2 separate regions of the Mus musculus genome follow, and region 1 is linked to region 2. Evidence: chromatin contacts called from public Hi-C data. All regions are on one chromosome and are shown on one strand. The core of a region is the stretch at or near the end of the contact, and the rest is flanking DNA. Distances in the headings are between cores, read along the strand shown. Region 1 holds the start of Manea (mannosidase, endo-alpha). Region 2 has its middle 87 kb from the start of Manea.

Region 1 (5,336 bases), core at 1,731-4,230, 87 kb after region 2:
GTTCTCAAGGCCCCAAATCCAGCTGAGTACTACCAGTAGTTGATGACTGCTTGCAGAGAGGGAGAGTCACATATCCTTGGGGATGTGGCCACCCTTAGGTTGCTCATACCACAGGAGATGACCCCACACCCATGAGTTATCATGCAGCAGTAAATAGAAATCAATCATTAATTGTAGAGGACATAAAGTTGGGATATGTGATGGCCAAATTCTGGACAATGTTGGAGTGGTGAGTAGTGGGTAGGTAAGACTGAGATATAAATACACATGAAATTTTCAAATAAGTAAAAAATATTATTTAAACATTTCTTGAGCTCTATAGTTACAAGAAGTCCACATTTCTATTTTTCCTTGTATAGCCTAACATTTCTATATTTCTTTTATCTGCTCCAGTTATCTCACTCATAGGGTTCCTGTCAGGATGAAGGCTTACTTCACATCTGACAATGTACTACTAAGTAGTTATGAGCCATGAGCAATTATTCATGAGGAAAATATGGGTATCAGGAAAATAATCCAGAACTAGCAGGGGGTGGAGGGTGTATGTGATGACACACTTTAATCCAAGAATCTGTGAGACAGAGTATCTCTGAGTTTCCAGGCCACTCTGGAACTTCCAGGCTAGCCAGGGATACATATTGTGGCTCTGCCTATCAATTAATTGATTGATAGATGAAATACAACCAATCCAGCATATGGGATTGAGCATGTAATTCAGTAGTTAGAACATATGTGTAGCATGAACAATTCCTTGGGTTCTAGGTTTGACCCTTAGTCCAACCTGCAGAAAACAAACAAACAAATACAGCATATGCCTTATTCTCTAAAATACCATTCAAGGTTCAAGTCAAAGCAAAAGTCTGGATTCTCTCCTCACGTCTCTCCTAAAGACTCCTGAGTAGAAAACTCTATTGAAGCAACCCTGCTCTTCTTTAATGTTGGCAATTCTTACACTGTACACTATACCAACTTATCTGTGTACAAGTTTTTGAATATATATATACTACAGCATATATATATATATATATATATATATATATATATATATATGTGTGTGTGATTGTGTGTGTGTGTGTGATTGTGTGTGTATAGGGTATATATATATATATATATATACACCCTAGTGTATTTATACTCTACTAGATCCCAAAAAATATTATATACCTCTGATTATTATTCAGCTTACTTAAGTTTTGGCCCTCCTTTTTCTTACAATGGTAGGTATTCAGCAAATATATCTGTAACATATTCTATTATACATATGCAGACCATATTTGTGTGAGGTGTATAAACAACACTGTAAAAGAAAATTTATGATTTGTGTGAGGTGTATAAACAACACTGTAAAAGAAAATTCATGAAGATTCAATAATTTTGAAGACCATCTAAACAATAGAGCATCTTAAATTTTGTGACAACACATTGCCCCTGAAGCATAAAACAAGCAGTGCTCTTGCAGGAGACAGACAAAGAAACTACTTTACTTAGCTCTAACTAAAGAAAGAGGTTTCATAAGTCCCTTGTGAGAAAAACAACTACCAAACTTCCAGTCAACTGCAGGTGTGTAGCTTCTTAAAGCAAGAAGCTCAGGCTACTGACTACTAACAATGTGTCCTCACTCAAAGGGAAGTTTGCACTACCCCGAGTTAGAAAACTAGTTCTTCTGAAACCATGCTAATTTTATGTTGTGAAAGTCAAGTGATTTCGAATGAATAGTACTACATACTCCTCAAGCAGCTAAGAGATCTAAATAACCCTGAAGCCGAATGTTGTGGATTGTTTTAAATGCATTTGCTCATATTATATAGCTCAGGAAAATGCAGATTCCATTTTAAAGTTATAATTAAATTATAAAGATTCTTCCTGTTTTATTTCATTCTGTTGATGCTATTTTCTTCTAATTTTATGCTAGAGGAAGTACCTACAGTTAGATACAGCTAACGCTCAGAACACACATCTAAAACTTTCAGAATCTTGCTCAGGTCAAAGTGTGGGTAATCTTTTGTACACAAGTTCTGTCCGGCATAATCTCATTTTCCATTTTTATCTTCACAACCGTCTATGAAACAGAACTTCATGTTACAGGTGATGAAACTGAGCAGAGAACTTTTTCCAAGATTTTGGGCTAGTAAACAGCTGAGCACCCTACAAAGGCAAAACACTGTACTGGACCTTAGGTTCCTGGCTCCAGCCTGCCCTGAGCGGCCTCAAGTAGAGAAGTCATACTACAATGACATTTTTTCACTGTGGAAGGTGACTTAACAATGGTTCCCTCGCCTTCCGCTGTAGCTCACACTTAAGGAGAAGGCAGCTAGCTCATTGTGTTTATTTTCTGACCACATACTCAACTCATTGCTTATTATAGGAATAAGAGCAGCAGCTTTGTAAGTGTAACTAACCTGAAATAGTTTCACCAAAACCTACAGTAGTTCTGCATTTTTTTTTTCTTCCAAGCTGCAGCCCACACATTGCAATGCGATCAGACCAACCACTCTCATTTGTCTTTCTAAGCTCATTCCAGACCCACAACAACGCTCACGAAAGCCTCCTTGTAAGCCATTTTCAGTACTTCTCCCACTATATTATCCGTTTATGTCTTTGACAACAACAAAACAAAAGTTTTAAGCTCCGGTCCTCGCCAACTTGTTCCTCCGCAGACAGAAAAGGAGACGGCCACCCTGAAGGGACAGTGGAAAAGGCAGAGCCCGGCCAGTTAAAGGAGAACAGAACAAAGACCCCGGAGGAGGACGCACTTGTCCTGGCGGCCTTCGGGGTCGTAAGCTGGGCTAGGAGACGGCCGGGCGACCGCCAGGGGCCTCCGCTCGCAGGTTCGGGGCTCAGGACCGAGTGGTGATGAACCACCTCAGGGCCAACTCGGGCATCCAGGCAGACAAGGACGGGCTCAGGCGCGGTGCGGACACTAACCTAGCGGCGGGGACCGGCGCGGAACCGGGCTGCTGGGCTGAGCGCGACTGGATTCCTAGAGGCCCGGGGTCAAAGGGCGTCGCAGGCAGGCGGCCCACGATTGGCTGGCGGGCGAGCGCGCAGGGGTTAGCTGCGGAGTCCCTGTGGGTCTCAGTTCCGGGGCCTCACAATTGCTCACCGGGGTCTGGGACCCTGCCTCCGCGTGGACCCACCGGATAAGAGAAAGAACCGTGAATCCTACCAGGGCTGACAGCTCTTGCGGCCGCACCGCTACCCCTCCCAGGTCCCGCCTCCTAAAGGACAGCGCGGGGCGTGGCTCCAGGGGTTGAATCTCCGAGAAGGCGGGGCTTCTGGGCGGACCTAAGCGGGCGGGGCTTTCGGGGAGAGGCTCCGAGTCCCCTAGCTTGTCCTGGAGTCTACTGCAGGGTCATGGTGGAGGAAACTACATTAAGTCAGACAGTATCCCTTAATTGCTCCAAGGAGAAATGAAAGTTCTTTTACACTTTTGCCTCTCAAGATAAGCCAAGACTCTCTGATAGAGACCAGATGTGTTTTGTTTTTCACTTTTAAAAAATCCTTTTAAATGTTACTCAGATTTATAATACATTGGGTATTTCCAAAGTTTTAAAGTTGAAAACGTGTTTTAGTTTATCAAACAGTTATTGGCAAGTCAGAAGTAGACAGACAGATATATTAAACTTCCACAAGTATACTAGGAATCAATACAATTGTACAATACAATTGTGTAATTGTACAATTACAGTAGAAAGAGAATAAGTCAGAAGCAAAAAAAAAAAAAAAAAAAAAATTGCAGCAGAGGCGAGGCTGCATCTGGGGTTTCCATCTTACATCAGCCTCACATACCAAGAGGATTCTATGTTTTGTTTTTGTTGCATGGTAACAAGGCAATCTTGACTCAAGGGGTAGAACTTTCAGATGTGATGTTGTGAAAAGTATTGTAAAGGCTTCCCTTTAAAAAACTACCGGATTATAAAAGAGATTTGAAATATACATGTAAATAATGAAAGAAAATACCCTAGTGATGGCTGCAAAAGCTTAAGGCAAAGAGTCTTGTTTCACTATCACCATTAAGCAGTATATTGTGTTCTTAAATATCTTGCTCTTTTAAAAGTAGGATTTTGAAAATATGTAGTTTCCTAAAAATCCTATCTTCCTGGCTTTGCATATTAAATAAGTGAAATATTTTCTGATTTTCCATGCAAACATGTTTGCTACACATTTATGATTTGAAATTCCTAAACATACAATCTATTTTGCATCAACTAGTTTGCTTCATCATTATAAAAACTGTCTTTTAATGTTTTCCCCAAAATGTCATCAAATTGAATTTCCTTTAAGTTATGTGTTCCCCTCCATCCTGAAGATATCCGCCTGTTCACATCCCTCTGGCTATTAGGCTTACTGGAAAAATGACTGCTTTCAATCTAAGTTCATTTTATTTTGGATATTTTAATTAATTTCTATGTGAAGAAATAAATGTACCTTATGTACAAATACCTTCACTTTGTGCATTGTCTTCACTTCTGTGGTATCTTGATAATCAAAATCCTTAAAGTTTAGGATATTTCTTGTTGCATTTAAGAATATTACAATTGTGTAACCTTGCATCAGACATTAAATTTTTACAATTGACACAAAAATTTGTGGTACAACTTTAATAGTGTTGTGGTAACATCAAGAACAAAATGTTGTTAGTAGCTCTATTCAACATAATACTGAAGTCCACCTTACTGTATCATTTTTAAAATGGTCATGAACTATTCTCTTTTGCTTCTAAAAATCTTAGCTTTAGTTATATGAAACATTATACATAGAAATGAATGAACAATATTGACAATCAGTTAGAGCACCTATGTACCAGACTGTATGTACATATAAAATTTGTAACATCATTTTTCTTATTGATTTTATTTCAATTATGTTAGCTAAAATTGGGTTTTTATACATTTTTACAAATTTTAGAATAAACTAGCCAACATGCATTAAAAGACTCTGGATATTGATTGTATTTCAATAAAATTTTAGAGTTAAATTTATAGAAATTTACAGTTTAGAGATATATTCTCTGGGAAAATGTTATGTTTATAGATTTATATTTGAGACTGGTATGTTCCCCAATGAGTCTTAGTTCATGTTACTTAAGTTTTTGCAGGCTTTTATTACATAGATTCCTCATGTTTCTTGCTAAATTTAAACATAACTTTCTTTAAATTACATATTGTATAGTCTGATCCTCTATGGTCAATGGTAAAATGCATATGACCCTGAGATTAATTTCGAGCACTGAAAATAAAATTCCAGCGGATTATTATCCTAATTAGCCCAAAGGAGCCATGTTCTTATGTGTATTTCCTATCCATAGAGTGGGCTAGCATTGTGATGTGTTTGCT
Region 2 (5,322 bases), core at 1,510-4,009:
TCCAGAGACTGCCCCACTTGGGGATCAACCCCATAAACAACCACCAAACCCAGACATATTGCATATGCCAACAAGAGCCTGCTGACAGGAGCCTGATATAGCTGTCTCCTGAGAGGCTCTGCCAGTGCCTGGCAAATATAGAAGTGGATGCTCACAGTCATCCATTGGATGGAGCACAAGGTCCCCACTGAAGGAGCCAGAGAAATACTCAGGGAGCTGAACGGGACTCAGGGCCCCATAGAAGGAACATCAATATTAACTAACCAGTACCCCAGAGCTCCTTTGAACTATATCACCAATCAAAGAAAACACATAGTGGAACTTGTGGCTCTAGCTATATATGTAGCAGAGGATGACCTAGTCTGTCATCAATGGGAGAAGAGGCCCTTGGTCCTGTGAAAGCTCTATGCCCCAGAAAAGGGGAATGCCAGGACCAGGAATTGGAGTGGGTGGGTGGGTTGGGGAATAGGGGGTGGGGGAATAGGGGATTTTTAGAGGGGAAACTAGGAAAGGGGCTGACATTTGAAATGTAAATAAATAAAATATTAAAAAAAAAACAATACACACACAGAAAAAATTTAAAAACACCAGCAATGGTAGCACAGAAAACAAGGGCAGGAGCTGAGATGTGCTTTGGAGGTACAGATGGAAAACAGTAGAGTTTGGTATTCATTAAGAGCTTTGCCACTGTTGCAGTCCCATCTCTGTGGCTTTGATAAAAATAGCCTGACAAAAAAGAAACTTAGAAAAGAAATTTTACTTCATATTACAATCCCAGGTTGTGGTGGTTTGAATATGTTTGGTCCAGGGAAATGGCTTTATTAGGAGGTGTGGCCTTATTGGAGTAGGAGTGGCCTTGTTGAAAGAAGTGTATCACTGTGGCGGTGGGCAATGAGACCCTCTTCCTAACCATGCGGGCGACACTCTTCTCCTCCAGGCCTTTCTGGATGCTGTTATGCTCCCCGCTTGATGATAATGGACTTAACCTCTGAACCTGTAAGCCTGTCCCAATTAAATGTTGTCCTCATGAGAGTTGCCTTGGTCCTGGTGTCTGTTCACAGCAGCAAATCCCTAACTAAGACATAGGTTACAAACACTCAAGGCAGAAACTTCAAATGGCGAGGCATCACATCCACAGTCAAAAGCATAGGGAAATGGATGAATATTTTCTCGCTTGCTCACTTATACTCTTCTCTATTCTACTCTTATACAGTTCATGATGCACTGAATAGGGAGTGGTGCCATCGACAATGGCCTGAGTGTTCACACATTATTTACCTTATAATTAACACAAACCTCTTCATACATAACCACAGGCTAACCTAATGTAGACAACCCCTCATTTAACCAGAAGCCTAACCCTCATTGAGACTCTCTACCCAGGCGATTCTACATTGTGTCAAGTTAGTAATAAAAACTAAATATCACAGCCATCATTAACATTCCTCCATAAGACTGAGTTATGGGAAAGCCTCTGGGGCCACATATGGCCTGGTAGCCCTGGGTGTTATAAGAATGCAGGTAGAGGCCGGGTGTGGTGGTGCACACATTTAATCCCAGCTCTCAGGATGCTGAGGCAGGTGGATTTCTGAGTTTGAGGCCAGCTTGGTCTACAAAGTGAGTTCCAGGACAGCCAGGACTATACAGAGAAACCCTGTCTCGAAAAACAAAAAACAAACAAACAAACAAACAATGCAGGTAGAGCAAGCTATGAGGACAAAGCTAGTAAATAGCACTCCTCTATGACCCTTGAATCAGTTGCTGCATCCAGGTCCCTACTCTGACTCCCCATGAATGATGAATTATGAGCTGTAAATGAAATTCAACATTTCCTCACCACGTTGGCATGGTGTTTCAGTACAGCAATAGAAAACCTAACTAAACCAGAACTTTAGAACTTTAAAAAAAATACAATGAAATAAAAGAAATATATGTTGTATGACTAGAAATCAACATATATTTTGAAAGTCATTTACTTATTAAGAAACTAGACACTGAAATGAGATTTTTAAAGAATTTTACAGTAAAAAAAATAAAAGTGAGAATAAAATTTGAAAGTAAATCTACAAATTTGGAGGAATAAATGAATGATAAAACTTTAAAACATTGTAGGGTTGGTAACAGAAAAGTGATATAGTCAGTGTTTATGTGGGATAAGGAAGAAAATCATATCAAGAAAGGTAGCACAGGGACTGGAGTGATACCTCAGAGGTTAAGAGCACTGTCTGCTACTGTAGAGGACCCGAGTTTGGCACTCAGCATCCACTTGGTGGCTGAAGACCATCTATAACTCCAATTCCATGATATTTGATGTTCTCTTCTGAACTCTACTGGCCCTATGGACATACATAATATAAAACAAATATTTTTTAAAAGTAGAGCATAATTAATCATGAAGTGATCAGAAGAAAAAAAATTAAACATGCTATGAAATTCAAGGATAGAAATATAGAAATTGAAGTGTTCAGACCTGAGTTGTAGAGGAATTTTAATCCAACAGTTTGGCTACTCTGACAAGGGATCACAGCCAAAGACCTTGACAAGTGCTTAGTACAGTCCTTTAATTCTTCTGGCTGGAATACAGACAGGCATTTAATACACACCTCTACTCTCAAACAATGACATCTAATTGAGAGGAAAAGTCATGAATCAGAGAAATATTTGACATAATGAGTCAGAGGCAGAATGTGCCCAACTCTCTCAAGAACAGACAAGAGAAGCTGCTTGAGAGCAGTGCAAGAAGAGAGCCAGTTAAGTTTAGTGCAGTTCAGTTGAGTGCAGTTAAACTCAGTTCAGTTTAATGCAGCTGAGATCAGTTGAGTTTGTGCAGTTCTGTTCATGGAGTTCAGAGGCAGTTTTACAAGCAGAGTAAGTCAAGCAGGAGCCAAGAAACACCAACTTCAATCAATCATCTTAGAGAGGAGTTGCAGCCAGACAGCTTAGTTGAATCAGCCAGCCAGATTTCAGGAAGAATGACAAAGGATGCAATTATTCAGCAGTAAGTCTCAGAGGCTGAAACATTCTAGGCCTAGGTTAGTAGACAAAGGCTGGAAGCTGAATCCTTCAAAGTCTGGGATTGCAGAAAATTAGATTATACAGAGGCTTGAATCTTCCAGCCCTAGGTCTAGGAACAGTCAGATAGAAATGTTCTGGTCTCAGGCCAAGGCATGTATTTGTAAAGCTTAGGTATGGCTCTCATCTCATCTCATCCCTCCCTCTTTGCGAACTGAGTATTTAAATACTACCAGAAGATTGTGTGTGTGTGTGTGTGTGTGTGTGTGTGTGTGTGAGAGAGAGAGAGAGAGAGAGAGAGAGAGAGAGAGAGAGAGAGAGAGAGAGAGAGAGATATTTGAGGATTGGGGAAATTTAAAGTTTATATTTTTTTCTTTGAAAGTTTAAAGATTTAAGCATTTTTTTTTAGTTGATAGGGAGATCTGATTCATGTAAGGTAAACTAAACAGAGCTAATGAGATGTTTGTGAAAGTTCAAAAGATGGATTTGGAAGGAAATCACAAGTGGCTTTAATAACACAAGCTCTTTTCACTAGAGAGGAGAAACAGAGGCTGCACTTAGCAGTTGCTTTCAACCTACAGAGAAAAGTGGAGTACTAGCCCATCTTCAAGCACTGAAGTATCCTGATGAACAGGAGAGTTAGGGGATGGCCACAGCAGCAAGAAGAAAATGGAAAAGCACACACAGAGAAAGGCAGTAATGAACAGGCTCAAAAAGGAACTAATGAAAGTGAGATTGTTCTCAGAAGTATTTAGTCTGAATATGAGCAAACAACAGAAGTAAAACCTAATGCCATTGGCTTCAAAGCTTTGGTTACTGATGAAACACAGGACTTGCACTGCAGAGTGGGTAGGAACGGGCAAAATATGAGGCAAGTCACATTTACAGAATCATCGTCTTTTTCATTTTTAGGTTTTTCTACCTTTGTTTGTGTTATTGTTCAGTGATCAAACTTTTTCATAAGCAAAAGTGTTATTTTCATTCTGAAACCATTTTTGTGTTTGAATAGTTTGCATGGTTTTCATTATCAACTTGAATTACAACTTTTAAAAGTCTCAATGTATACAGCCTCAGGAAAATTAAGTTTCTGATGAATATTTTAATAACTGCACAAAATTTAAAACAACAGATTAATAGGATTAATTCTGGTGTATTTTGTGGATCTGAGAATACAAAACTAAATGAAAAGTACAAAATTTTATAGTGCATGGAAACCATTGTCATAAAACCAAATTATCTCCATGAATACATATTCACAAAGTGGTAAACAAAACTACTCACACAGAAGAGCACATTTTAAATGAGAAAAAAAATCACAGCTATGATCCATTAAGAACAACAGCTTCTATGTTTTTGTAATATCGGGACACTAAATAGTGTAAAACCATCACACAGCAAGTCTAAAAGCAGAGTGGACATGTTTGCATCATGATTCAAGTTGAATGCAACATCATAAACTACATGTCAATAGGCTTTTATGGGAAGAATTATTTCATGAAAGATCCTAGGTATAGCATAAGACTCTGCTTATACACACACACACACACACACACACACACACACACAGAGAGAGAGAGAGAGAGAGAGAGAGAGAGAGACAGAGACAGAGACAGAGACAGAGACAGACAGACAGACAGACAGACAGAGAGACAGAGGGACAGAAAGACAGAGACAGAGAGACAGAGAGAGACATAGAGAGACAGAGACAGAGATCAAATGCACAGATAACAAAGTAAGAATGGAAGTCTAGTTCTATCATCTGAATTTTTTGCTTATCAGAACAATGTCATAAAACTCACAGCAGGCAGATTTTACCACTGAAGTAAGAAGAAAACTGATGTGTAAGTCTTCATGTGCACTTAGGCAAGCATGTCCAGAAAGAACCAGTCTTCCCTTTCACTGAGTTTCAGCAGAGCAAACACTGTGCAAGCCAGTCATTCTCTCTATCTCCTGTAGTTCTCTCTCAGAAGAATTATTCCCACTGTGTAACTGTCAGAAAAAAGTACTCAATATACTAATCTAGAAATACTGATTTGAAGTTGAAGAAAATATTGGGCCATCCTTTAATAATTCCATATCTTCAGATAAAAAGGTTTCTTTTGTGTTTTGTTTGTTTGTTGGTTGGTTGGTTGGTTGGTTTTAATTTCAAGCTGGATGCCATGCCTCTCACACCTGTAGTCCCAGCATATGGGAGACTGAGGCAGACGAATTACTGTGGGTATAAGGCAACAACTGACTATACATTGAACTCCATGTCAGTCTAAGTACAGAGATAGTACCTGTCTTAAAGCAGAATAGAACAGCTTAATG

What was found. Hi-C and Micro-C count contacts between places; a contact is called where the count stands out from the background.
Region 1: a Hi-C map of adipose-derived mesenchymal stem cells shows a contact between it and region 2, with 1.6 times the contacts expected there. The contact joins the promoter of Manea here to the enhancer-like site in region 2. A contact is called at or near these places in 1 of 39 promoter capture datasets (the C10 cell line), 4 of 484 Hi-C or Micro-C datasets (adipose-derived mesenchymal stem cells, reprogramming fibroblasts and uterus) and 1 of 9 other capture datasets (liver).

The regions. Positions count from the first base shown.
Region 1 is chr4:26,343,672-26,349,007 of GRCm38.p6, forward strand. It overlaps Manea (mannosidase, endo-alpha), which reads right to left and starts at 2,981. Exons shown (of 5, transcript NM_172865.2): 1 at 2,926-2,981.
Region 2 is chr4:26,256,757-26,262,078 of GRCm38.p6, forward strand. No RefSeq gene overlaps it. Among named protein-coding and RNA genes, the nearest start is that of Manea, 87 kb to the right of the region's middle. Within about 2 kb of position 2,760, at least 17 of the 459 cell types and tissues checked have an H3K27ac peak or open chromatin away from gene starts, as enhancers often do. A contact at or near this core is called in adipose-derived mesenchymal stem cells, where this site is marked.